2 separate regions of the Zea mays genome follow, and region 1 is linked to region 2. A link is a contact called in public Hi-C data. All regions are on one chromosome and are shown on one strand. Each heading gives the region's core, a stretch centred on a gene start, on an enhancer-like site or on the middle of the called end of the contact. The rest is flanking DNA. Distances are from core to core; before and after follow the strand shown.

The links. A called contact is a pair of places that touch in the nucleus more often than the background predicts.
Region 1: a Hi-C map of ear shows a contact between it and region 2, with 2.0 times the contacts expected there. The contact joins the promoter of LOC100275996 here to the promoter of LOC100280336 in region 2.

Annotation. Positions count from the first base shown.
Region 1 is chr6:129,758,697-129,764,137 of Zm-B73-REFERENCE-NAM-5.0, forward strand. LOC100275996 reads left to right here and starts at 3,031. Exons shown (of 1, transcript NM_001149894.1): 1 at 3,031-3,968. The coding sequence starts at 3,082. The coding sequence ends at 3,660. It overlaps LOC103631377 (DNA topoisomerase 1), which reads right to left. Exons shown (of 21, transcript XM_020539478.2): 19 at 5,094-5,159; 20 at 4,924-5,019; 21 at 4,108-4,721. The coding sequence ends at 4,599.
Region 2 is chr6:129,416,800-129,422,644 of Zm-B73-REFERENCE-NAM-5.0, forward strand. It overlaps LOC100280336 (THO complex subunit 4), which reads right to left and starts at 1,412. Exons shown (of 7, transcript NM_001153262.1): 1 at 1,045-1,412.

The sequences.
Region 1 (5,441 bases), core at 1,781-4,280, 340 kb after region 2:
TAGTAATATCTATCCTCTTCATCCTCAAGACTCTTCTCGTGCTACGGGTCAGTCCTTTCATCTTGGTGTGTCATCGGGCCTAGACGGTGAAATACTGAAACCTCATCGGTCTCCCGCCTCCACGGTCCGCACTCTGGGCAGTTACTAGCATTGGGCAGGCTCATGCCAGCGTTCCAGCGATGTTTGAAGAACGGACAATGCCAATGGTCCCTTGTATCTTCACACCTCTTCAGGAGCTTCCCAGTATGGTGCTTGTATTCCTCATCCTCAGGCTCATGCTGACAACGCTGCCTGTATTGGTACTCATACTTCCTAAGCGGATGTTCAGACGTTGGTCGTCGGTACCGCATATGCTTGACCTGCTCTTTAGTAATATATTCCTTTTCGTCTTTTTGGGGTCGATCGCCTAGATCGGCCTTATCCTTCTGGGTGTTCTGGTGCCTTGTAGATCCTACCATATTGATGTCAAATGAGAGAACTGGGTTGGCACACTCTACCATGTTGATGTCAGGGAACGACTGGCTGTCAACCTTCATGGTGAACTGTCCCAGGATCAGTCAGCCCTGCTCAATGGCTGACTCGATCTGTCAGCGAAACTCTTTGCAATCGTTGGTGGTGTGGGTGAATGAGTTGTGCCACTTGTAGTACGATCTTCCTTGTAGTTCTTACACTGTAGGAAGTTTGTGGCCTTCAAGTAGCTTCAACTGCTTTTCTTTAAGCAACAAGTCAAATATTTGTTCAGCATTGTTCACATCATAATCAAACCCTTTCGAAGGCCCATGTTGTTTTTCACCCACTTGCAAGATACGGGGTTTGCCCCCCCCCCAGTGTACTCTGCTACAGCAATGTCCTTCTCATCTGCACTGTCCTCAACTTCTTCAGCGCCAACCATGCCTACATGGCGTTTAAACTTGACTTGCAACTTGTCCTAATACAACTCCGGATGGTACTATTAATAAGTCGTCAATTGAACTGAATTCGAGCTAAAAAGCCAGATCCTTGATCGGCTTCGCAAGGCCAAGCGTTGTCAGCTCGACGGCCTCCTTTTCCATGATGTGGGACGAGTAGCACCGATTCTTAACCGCTCTGAATCGTTGAATGAACTCCATAAAAGTTTCCCCACGCTTCTGCTTTATCTATGCCAGATCGGCAATCCTGGCTTCGACGGCTTCAGAATGATATTGGGTGTGAAACTGATCCTCTAGTTGCTTCCATGTTCTCATCGAGTCCATGCCTAGCGAGGTACAGTTAAGTGCTCCTATATTTGACAATACAACATATAGTTGAGATATGTGCTCTATTCATATGAGCAAGAATTTATGTCCTCGAAGCCACCTTTTATCATCGTGTAACATTGCAGTCAAGTTCATAGATTTATATGGAGGTCAGTTATGTGATCTATCCAAATATGTTGTATTAACACATGTGGTAACTGGTTAGTTATGTCCTCGAAGGATATTAATATTTCAATTTTGTAACACTTCAATATAATTGACTTACTAATAAGCATCCTATCGGGTACCCAGGGAAGGGGTACCCAAGGCGAGACCCATAAACCTCTCTATGGCCCATTTACTGACCAAACCCTCGTCGAGCAAGTCTGTGAGGTGGGGCGAACGACCAACTCCCCGTAGAGAAAGTCTGCGAGGCGGGATGAATAACTAAGTCCCCACCGAGCAAGTCTGCGAGATAGAGCGAACGACCAAACGGACCCGCAAGAAGGGAGCCTAGGCCGACGTTGTTGGTCCACGACTGCCATAACAGGACACGTCGCCACCAAACCATGTCCACACCATGCTTACAGTGCCAAAGGGGGTCACGACAACAAAGTCTCCACCCACGTACCAGGAAGGATGGAGGGTGACGCAAGGGTACTGACAGAAGATGAAGATGTACTGAATACGAACCTCAACCTTAACGAGACCACATTATGTGGGACCCATCAAGTACAGCAGCACGGGCGTAGAGCGAGCTATAGGGACTTGCACGTCGGGCAGATGAGACATGATGTCGTGCCAAGAGTACGGCAGCACACGACCCGTTAGAAGGAGTCATGCCGCATGTAGGCACGTCCCAAGATTGGTCCAAGAGGGGGCTGCCACGCACTACGACATAGGGCTTAGTCAAAGAACTCTCTCTCTCTTTCTCATGTAAGGACCATCCCTTGAAGTATAAAATGGAGTCCCTCTCCCCTCGTACAGACACAAGCACACCAGTTGTAACACATCCTCAGCAATACTACGATCAACACTACACTAGACTACGGCGCAAGCCTAAACCATTATAAACCCCATGTCTTAGTTCCTTGCTAGGATCTCTGTGATCCACCATTCGGAGTAATATAAGTCCGTGCTTACATTCCCGCCGAACACAATCTATTGTCCCTCGTTTCTAAAACCACGATACATCCAATTTGAATCGATGGATAAAGTTTGAGTTTTACTAGGACCCTGCTTTTGTACCAAATCAGGTGAGTATTATACTTCAAAATCCGAAGTTCCAATCCTTTGCATCTGTTTTGTGTAAGACAGAAGCCTTTTGTCTAAAAGGCAGTGGACTCGGATATGTGCACATATCCGTCGACCGCATCAGCATGAACTTCGTATGCCAAAATGCGGCAATGCATTTCTGGAATGGAGCTAGTTCCATCTTCCCGGTGGCATCGCCGCATCGGGACGACTTGAGAACCATGGGTCCCTTTCGGTCACGCTTTCCATGAGGCGAATGAATAATGGTCGCCTCATACCTAAGTAAAAAAGCTTTAGAACTTTGTAAAATCCCCATTGCAAAATGAGAAATGGAAACGGAAAAAAAGCAAGGGTTTAAACCTTCGTCGGAACTGCCAATCACTGTAGACCGGGTTATCGCTGAAGTAGTCCGCCATGATCCTCGCGTGTCCAGCGGCGTGGTCCCGGTTAATGGCGATATGAAATTGCTAGGTTGAACGGTTGGAGAAGTGAAAGTTTGGGGGGTGGGGGGAGGAAGGTAATAAAAAGAGTATAAAGTACGTATAGGGAGAGATGGATGGTTGGAGAAGCCTTATCACAAAAAACAACCACCAAGCGACGGCGCCTGCACAAGATGAACCAGCTCTCTCTCCTCCACCACCTACATCGGCTGTCTCCCGGACGCGGCCATGGCCTCACCGCCGTCGTCCGAGCTGGGCTCTCCTCCTGTGAACCACCAACCCCGCAGCAGCACGCAAAACGCCTCCTTGCCATAGCGCCTCACGAAAGCATCGCAGCAGCTAGGGAGGAGGAGAGCCACTTGCGTCAAGAGCTCGCTGCAGCGGGCAATAATAACGAGGCCGGCGGCGGCGGCAGGACGTGCGCTCTGCCGACGTGGGCGCTCCTCGGCGGCATCACGGTGGGCGTGACCGTGGCGCTGGCCCTGTCCGCGGGGCCAGGCCCCGCCCTGGCGCTGGGGCCAGAGGGCCCCCTGGTGGAGGAGTTCTGGGACAACATGCGGCGGTACGCGCTGTACGTTGTGACGGTGAGCACAGGGGTGGCGTACACGGTGCTGCAGCCCATAGTGGAGCTGCTCAAGAACCCCGTCACGGCGCTGCTCATCGTGGCCGTCATCGCCGGCAGCGGCTTCCTCGTCTCGCAGGTGCTCAATGCCATGGTCGGCAACTCCGACTTCATCTACAGGTATGAGTAGGTGGATGGCGAGCGTGTGGTGGCGCTGAGGTCTCTGCGTGACCGAGAATGGAGAGGTGAACGTGTGCTTTAGTGTGTCAACGAACCAGGAGCTAGAACAGGAATGTCTGAAATTGAAGTTTGCTGTCTGGATGTATTTTACTCTGTCTGATATTTACTTTGACCAACAGGCTATGCTATGCATGAGTGAAAGAACGTGGACGTCTTCTAGTACCTATACCACAGCTCAGTTTTACTTTTACATCTCTCCAGTACTTATTGGTGAGACATTTTTTCATAGACAAAACTAAGTAGTGCTACTGAACTAAAGACATTTAAAAGTGGATCCAATCGGTTGAATGGTGAAAAACTTACGATGTTCGTAAAGGTATTCAAAAGTAAAAAAAAAAATTCCCGCGACAGCATTACTAAGACTAGCCGTTATTCGGGATCAACCGGTGAAAACAAATTAAAAAAAAGGAGTGCAAAACAGATGGAATTTCAGCTGTGAAGTAGCATATACAATTCTTACACATGAGTACATAACCTACACGACGGTCACAACTAAAATGGGTTTCCTGTGGTAAAAGATGCATTTATCTCTAGTACAAAATGTGAAAGTAATTAGGAAATGCAGCGATTATGTAAAATAGGTGATGAAACCACCCTCTCATCTTTGTTAAGCTCAGAATTTTATAGTCTGGTATTCTGTGTCCGCGCGTTCAATGCAGCTTATGATGTTGATGACTAAAGGAAAAATATGAAATCAAAGATATGACCCGAATATGTCTGGTTGTGCATTCCCTTGGCACTTGTTCTTTGTCACACATGGGGCCCCCTTCTCCGCTCTCATCATAAGCAGTTAAACACACGAAAGGCTGAACCTCTGCATGCTATGAATGTTGACTTCTCTCTGAATTTTTTTTTTTTTTTTGCACACACGAGTGCAGGCAGGCTCAGCTAATGCCATTCAATGGGTTCCTTCTTTTCGACCTTCCCCTTTAGACGACCAATCCGTCTGACACTTTTACTACTCAGAAGCTTGAGTGCACGCTCAAGTGTCATCTTCTTTGGGTCCATGTTCTGCCATCATCACATTTTCAAAATATTGTCAGCCTTGCAATGAAACAGTCCAAATATACCCAGGGTGCTAATAAATGCACGTGCACTGATTGGAAATCATCAAAAGTAAAGATGTAAACATCTTTTATATTTCTCCAACACAAGGAACTGGATGGTTATAGACCGATATGTTAGTTTGGTTTCTGAAATGAACGTAACAGACCTTTGGCACTTGAGCAATAAATCTCCTGTGCTTGATGTTGTATCCAACCTTAGAATGTGTTATAAGTACAAGATTATCATCTTCAGGATGTTTTCCCTGCAGGCAAATACAATACTATCGGTCTTAACTCAACAAAGAACACCAAAAGCTTAGTAAAGAGAAGTGCATACCAGGATTTTGGGATATTGCAAAAGCTCAATTGCATCTTCTAGAGTAACAGAGTCTATATCTTTGACCTGAAACAAGAGCTCAAATGTTCAATAATAGTTGTTTTGAATTCCTGCGAGGCCACCTCTGTCGTTAAGGCCCTAGCCGATGAATTAAACAGTTGGACAGTTTTTAAGTTTAAACCACCAAAAATCACCTAACCAGTCTATACAGAATCGAGCTAGAAATGATTAGAGTATCTTCACCAGATTGAGAAAACTCAAATTCCCTTTCCGTATATTTTTTCTCAATCCCTAAACACCTTCCCTCACTCCCTCAAAGGGGAAGAAGCAGAGATTTTTTCTCAATCC
Region 2 (5,845 bases), core at 162-2,661:
AAACAAAGTATCAGGAACCATCAAAGCATAGAAACAAAAGGTCAGCCTTATTATAATAACCTTTCCATGCGTCTGTTACCTATGTTATGTACATTTATTATTTGAACACAGGGACAAACCGAAGATGATCCAAACAAAGAATTTGCACAATGCAACAGCTACCAGATTGATATAGGCGCAAAATTATCCTCATGTTGTGCGAAAGGGCTTCTAGCTGAGTTAGTTTGGTGATCTGATTAGCACTCATGGGGGCGGATCCTCGTGTAGGGATTGGGAAGCCTCAAAGCACGAGTAAAGATCTAGCCTATAGGGGACGGATCCTCATGCTGCAGTGGGGGGGGGGGCAACTTTCATGATCTTGCTCAGTCGGGGCTTCGATTGAGCTTCTTCTTAGTGAGAACAATCTTTCCCCTACCGGCCGAGTTTTTTTTTATCCTCATTGTAAATTAAACTTGAATTTCAGAAGCTAAGGGAGCCTATAGGACCCAACTTGGAAATATTAACCCATGCATGTACTTTGAGCTTGAAATGTTTTTCTCTGCAGCACTCAACAGCAAACATGTATGAACAAAACTGAAGTTAGTAAATTTCAACTGAAACAAGGTCCTTGTGTCAAATGTTGTGTACGAACATGATAAAAAATAAAATATGCGAGAGCACTTAATAGCTATTGTTTACGTAAAAGATGGCTGGCTCCAAATCTCCAAGTGCACAAAAAAAATGATTTGCATTAAGCCATGAACACACACCAATCTGCCAATTAGTAACTGCAAGTGCTCTTCAATTAGATTTCGAAGGGACCGGTATTATGGGATAGTATGGACTGGTAGTATAAGATAATATTTAAGTTAGCAGAGCTAACTACCACCTCAGTTCGCACTTCATCAACAGTGCATCTACGCATTCCCTAATCCGAACACTACCGTGGACAAATTTGTGGATCCAGAAGTTGCTACAAATCAATGATTTTGCGATGCCGAAATCAACTACACCGCCGAGGTATGTTTGGAAAAGGAAAGGGAAAAGGAAAAGAGATCCACGCACCTGTGGCGACGAGCCTGACGGAGTGAGGAGGCAAAGGACTCGTGAGGGCTTTCTGGTGGCGACAGCCCAAAGTACAGTCAGCGGTAGATTAGTCGAACGAACTCAGAGGAGCGCGTGGGGTGGCCCGTTCCGCAGCCGGCCGCCGGTAGCGAGACGAGATCGTTACAGCCCTAACCGCATGAGGGCTTGCGCGCGGGTCGGGGACGCGGGAGAAGCGAAGTGCTGTGTGTTGGATGACCCAGGATCGACCGGTTTCCGGAGGGATTCTCCGGGAATGCGCCGAGATGGGCTGGCCGGCGGCTCGACGAGTCTTCCCCTCGTCGAATCGAGAAAGAGGGGAGAACGGCTTTTCTGTGGGCGGGCTGGCGGGGCCAGCGGATTGGGTTCTTTTCGCTGCTGCGTCGTTTTCCGTTTTCTTCCTCCGGCGCTCCGGCTTCCGATCCCAGAATTAACTTTTTTTAAGTATGCATCCAAAGCAAGATTCTAAGGTATCCGATGTTTGATTATTAGTTAGATGAATTAAATATAGTCTAATTATAAAACTAATTATATAGTAAATGAGAAGTAAATAATAAGACAAGCTTTTAAGTCTAATTAATCAATGATTCGATCATGTGATGTTACAGTAAATATTTAATAATCGTAGATTAATTAAGTTTAAAAATTTTGTATACAAAGAACATACTACTAGAAGCATAGTCACATTCTAGTAGTTATACAAGTGAAGCTCAAAAGGCTATATGAGATGCACATATAATGCAAAAAAGCAAGAAGCAAAAGCTATAAACTACATAAAAAGCAGAAGAAAAGGAATAAAAACAAAAGGAGCCCTCGATCAAAAAGGGAAGCAAACACCCAATTCACATCATCAATGTGCAAAAGTGGATTGGTCAAAGGGTTTGATCAAAATGACAACAAGCTATCGATGGGTATCAACATGGCGCAAATCGATGTCGCCTTTCTCATAATGATCACGAAGAAAGTGAAAACAAACACCGATGTGCTTGGTCTTCGAATGCAGCATAGGATTCTTGGCAACACTTATGGCACTCGTGTTATCGCAAAGCAGAAGCATATGATGAAAATCCAAGCCAAAAATCTGTAAAGTAGCCATCATCCATAACAACTGCGAGCAATAGCTAGCGGCATCAACATACTCAGACTGTTTGTGCGAAGACGAGGAAACCAACAAAGACCCCAAAAACTGACAAGCCCCAGAAGCATACTTGCGCTCCAAGCGACATCCCTCAAAATCAGCATCTGAGTACCCACACAAAGATGGAATGGAAGAAGAAGAGTACCACAAACCAAACTCCGGAGTGAAGCGCATGTACCTAATAATCTGTTTCATAGCCTATTTATCAGAAGTGTGTGGGGAAGCTTGAAAACGAGAGCACATACATACTGCAAACTGTATATCTGGCCTCGTCGTAGTCAAGTACAGGAGAGAGCCAAGCATGCTCTTGCACTCCTTATGGTCCACGGGCTCATCGTCCTCATCAGCATCAAGCGTCGTCGTGGTGGACATGGGCGTCGAACAAGGCTTGGGCTCGCCCATATCGAACTTTTTCAGAACGTTCTTTCTATACTTGCCTTGATGCATATAGGTCCCGTTTTGGGTCTGCTTGATTTGTAGCCCAAGAAAAGAGTTTAGCTCGCCCAACAAGCTCATCTAAAATTCCCTGCTCATAGTATATGAAAATTTGGAAACAATAGCATGAGAAGAGCCACCAAAGATAATATTATCCACATATATCTCGACTAAAAGGGTATTGTTGCTATGTTTGAGGAGAAAAGGAGTTTTGTCCATTGACCTCATTTTAAACCCTTGGTAAGCAGAAAAGATTTTAGACGCTCATATCGGGCTCTAGGGCTTGTTTCAAACCATACAAAACTTTTTGGAGTTTAAAAACATGGTTTGGAAACTTGGAATTCTCAAAACCAGGGGTTGCCTCACATAAACCTCTTCCTCTATATACCCATTCAAAAAAGACATTTTTGACATCCATTTGAAAAATCTTAAAACCCTTTGAAGCAACAAAGGATAAAAGGATCCTAATGACATCTAAAGGAGCAACAGTGCAAAGGTCTTCTCACAATCAATGCCCTCTTTCTTGCAAAACCGTTGCGCAATCAATATCGCCTTGTTTCTCACTACCAACCCATCATCACTCTGTTTGCTTTTAAAACTCCATTTTGTACCTATGGGGTGGCAGTTTGAAGGAGGTGGCACCAAAACCCAAACCTGATTTCTCTCAAAATTTTCAAGCTTCTCATGCGTAACATTGACCTTGTTAGGACCAGACAAAGTGTGTCCAACATTCCAGGGCTCAAAGGAAGCAACAAAAGTTGTGTGAGCAAAGTGGGACATCTGCTGATACCTGGAGCAAGTGACTCGCTCATCAACCTCACAAAATCATTCGTTGAGGAGTGTCATCATGCTAAACATGTCGTGGAGTCGTCCTCAAAGAGGTGGCATCCCCCTCAACAGCAACCTCGACACTTCTGGTCTCATCATGCACTACCTCGAGCGGACCTAGAGTAGTGGAAGTAGTGGTGTCGGGTCCGTCAGTCGAAGTAGCGAAAGCAGACTCGACTGGGACAACCAGTGGAGTCGGCTCAGGATCACCCCAATCGGCGGCGGCGTGCTCCTCCTCCACAAAGATGGTATGTCCCATCTAATCTGAGCCTGCAGGCTTAAAGACAGCGACGAACAAGGTGCGGTCTCATCGAATATAACCTCATAGGTCTCTATGATGTGGTTAGTCTTCAGGTTAAGAACACAATAAGCACAAGAATGTAATGCATAACCTAGGAAAACCCCATCAGAAGACCGAGACTCAAATTTGTCCAAATTTCCCTATTTTAGCACAAAGCATCTGCAGCCAACACCCTGAAATGGCTAACCTTGAGTGGCCGTCCAAACCATAACTCATATGAGGTTTTGTTCAATAAAAACTCAAACAAAGATGTGATTCAACACATGGCAAACAATGTTGATTGCTTCGACCCAAAAACGGCTAGGAGTCATGCTCATTGAGCATCGTCCTAGCCACCTCAACAAGGGTCTGATTCTTGCGTTCAACAATGTCATTCTGCTGAGGCACATTCGGAGAGGAGAACTGATGCACAAGTCCCAAATAAGCACAAAAAGATCTAAAAATGAGTGTTTTTGAATTCTGTGCCATTGTCACTGCATATAGCTGTCATGGCATTCTTAGAAAACTCATTTTACAACCAAAGAATCAAATCCTGAGCATGAGTAAAAGCCTCATCCTTCGCCTTCATGAAGAACACCCAAGAATAGCGAGAGAAGTCATCAACGACCACAAGCACATACCACATTCCCCCAAAAGAGCAAACTCGAGCTAGACCAACAATGTCCATGTGAAGCAATTCACCATGTTGCGAGGTGAAAGTCGCCTAGAGGGGGGGTGAATAGGCAAATCTGAAATTTATAAACTTTAACCATAACTACAAGCCAGGTTAGCGTTAGAAATATAATCGAGTCCGAAAGAGAGGGCGAAAACAAATCACAAGCAAATGAAGAGTGTGACACGGTGATTTGTTTTACCGAGGTTCGGTTCTTGCAAACCTACTCCCCGTTGAGGTGGTCACAAAGATAGGGTCTCTTTCAACCCTTTCCCTCTCTCAAACGGTCACCTAGACCGAGTGAGCTTCTCTTCTCAATCAATTGGGACACTAAGTCCCCACAATGACTACCACACAATTGGTGTCTCTTGCTTTGATTACAAAGAACTTGGGAACAAGAATAGAGGAAGAAGAAAAGCGATCCAAGCGCAAGAGCTCAAAAGAACACAACAAAATTCTCTCTTCTAGTCACTAATTGCTTTGAGTGGAATTGGGACTTGGAGAGATTTTGAGTGTCTTGTATTGAATGCACTAGCTTTTGTATTGAATGTGTTGGCTGAAAACTTGGATGCCTTGAAGTGTTGGTGGTTGGGGTATTTATAGCCCCAACTACCAAAGTGGTCGTTGGGGAAGGCTGCTGTCGAAGGGCGCACCGGACAGTTCGGTGCGCCACCGGACACTGTCTGGTGCGCCAGCCACGTCACCCAACCGTTAGGGTTCGACCGTTGGAGCTCTGATAAGTGGGGCCACCGGACAGTCACTGTTCATTGTCCGGTGCGCCATCTGTGCTTGCTCTGACTTCTGCACGCGCAGTCCGCGCACTGTAGCTCACTGTTCACCTTTTGCAGATGTTGGGGACCTTCGGCATCCGAAGGTCCTCAAAAACAGGATTTAACAGTATTTCTAGAGTATAGTGTATGAATAGGTATCTTCGGACTCAAGTCGGCATCACAGTAGACCAGAATAATACGAAGGCTGGTACAGCGCCGAAGGTGCGAGCAGGAAAGCTTCGGCGTGACAGCAAAAAGTGAAACCGACTTAAAGATGAAAAGGCTATTTAGACCTCGACAGATTACTATAGAATTATTATCAAGTGTAAAGGGCATGAATGTAATTTTGTATGGGTTGTGTCCCGTGCCTATAAATAGGTGAACAGTACCCCCGTACTGTTCACGTTGACTTGGCATTCACCTTTTGCGTCACGCTCGTACTATCATCTCCTTCCAGTTGAAGGTACACTTGTAATTCAACGATATTTCTGTTTATGCTTGATAATAATATATAATTGTTCATGTTGTCTTTTATATTCCTTACATTTCATCCTTCGTCACTGTATAATGAATTTATGAAGGTAAGTTCTTCATAATCTTCGTCCGAAAACCATTATACCCTAAGGGAAATAATGTTTCGAAGGACGAAGGACTTTAAC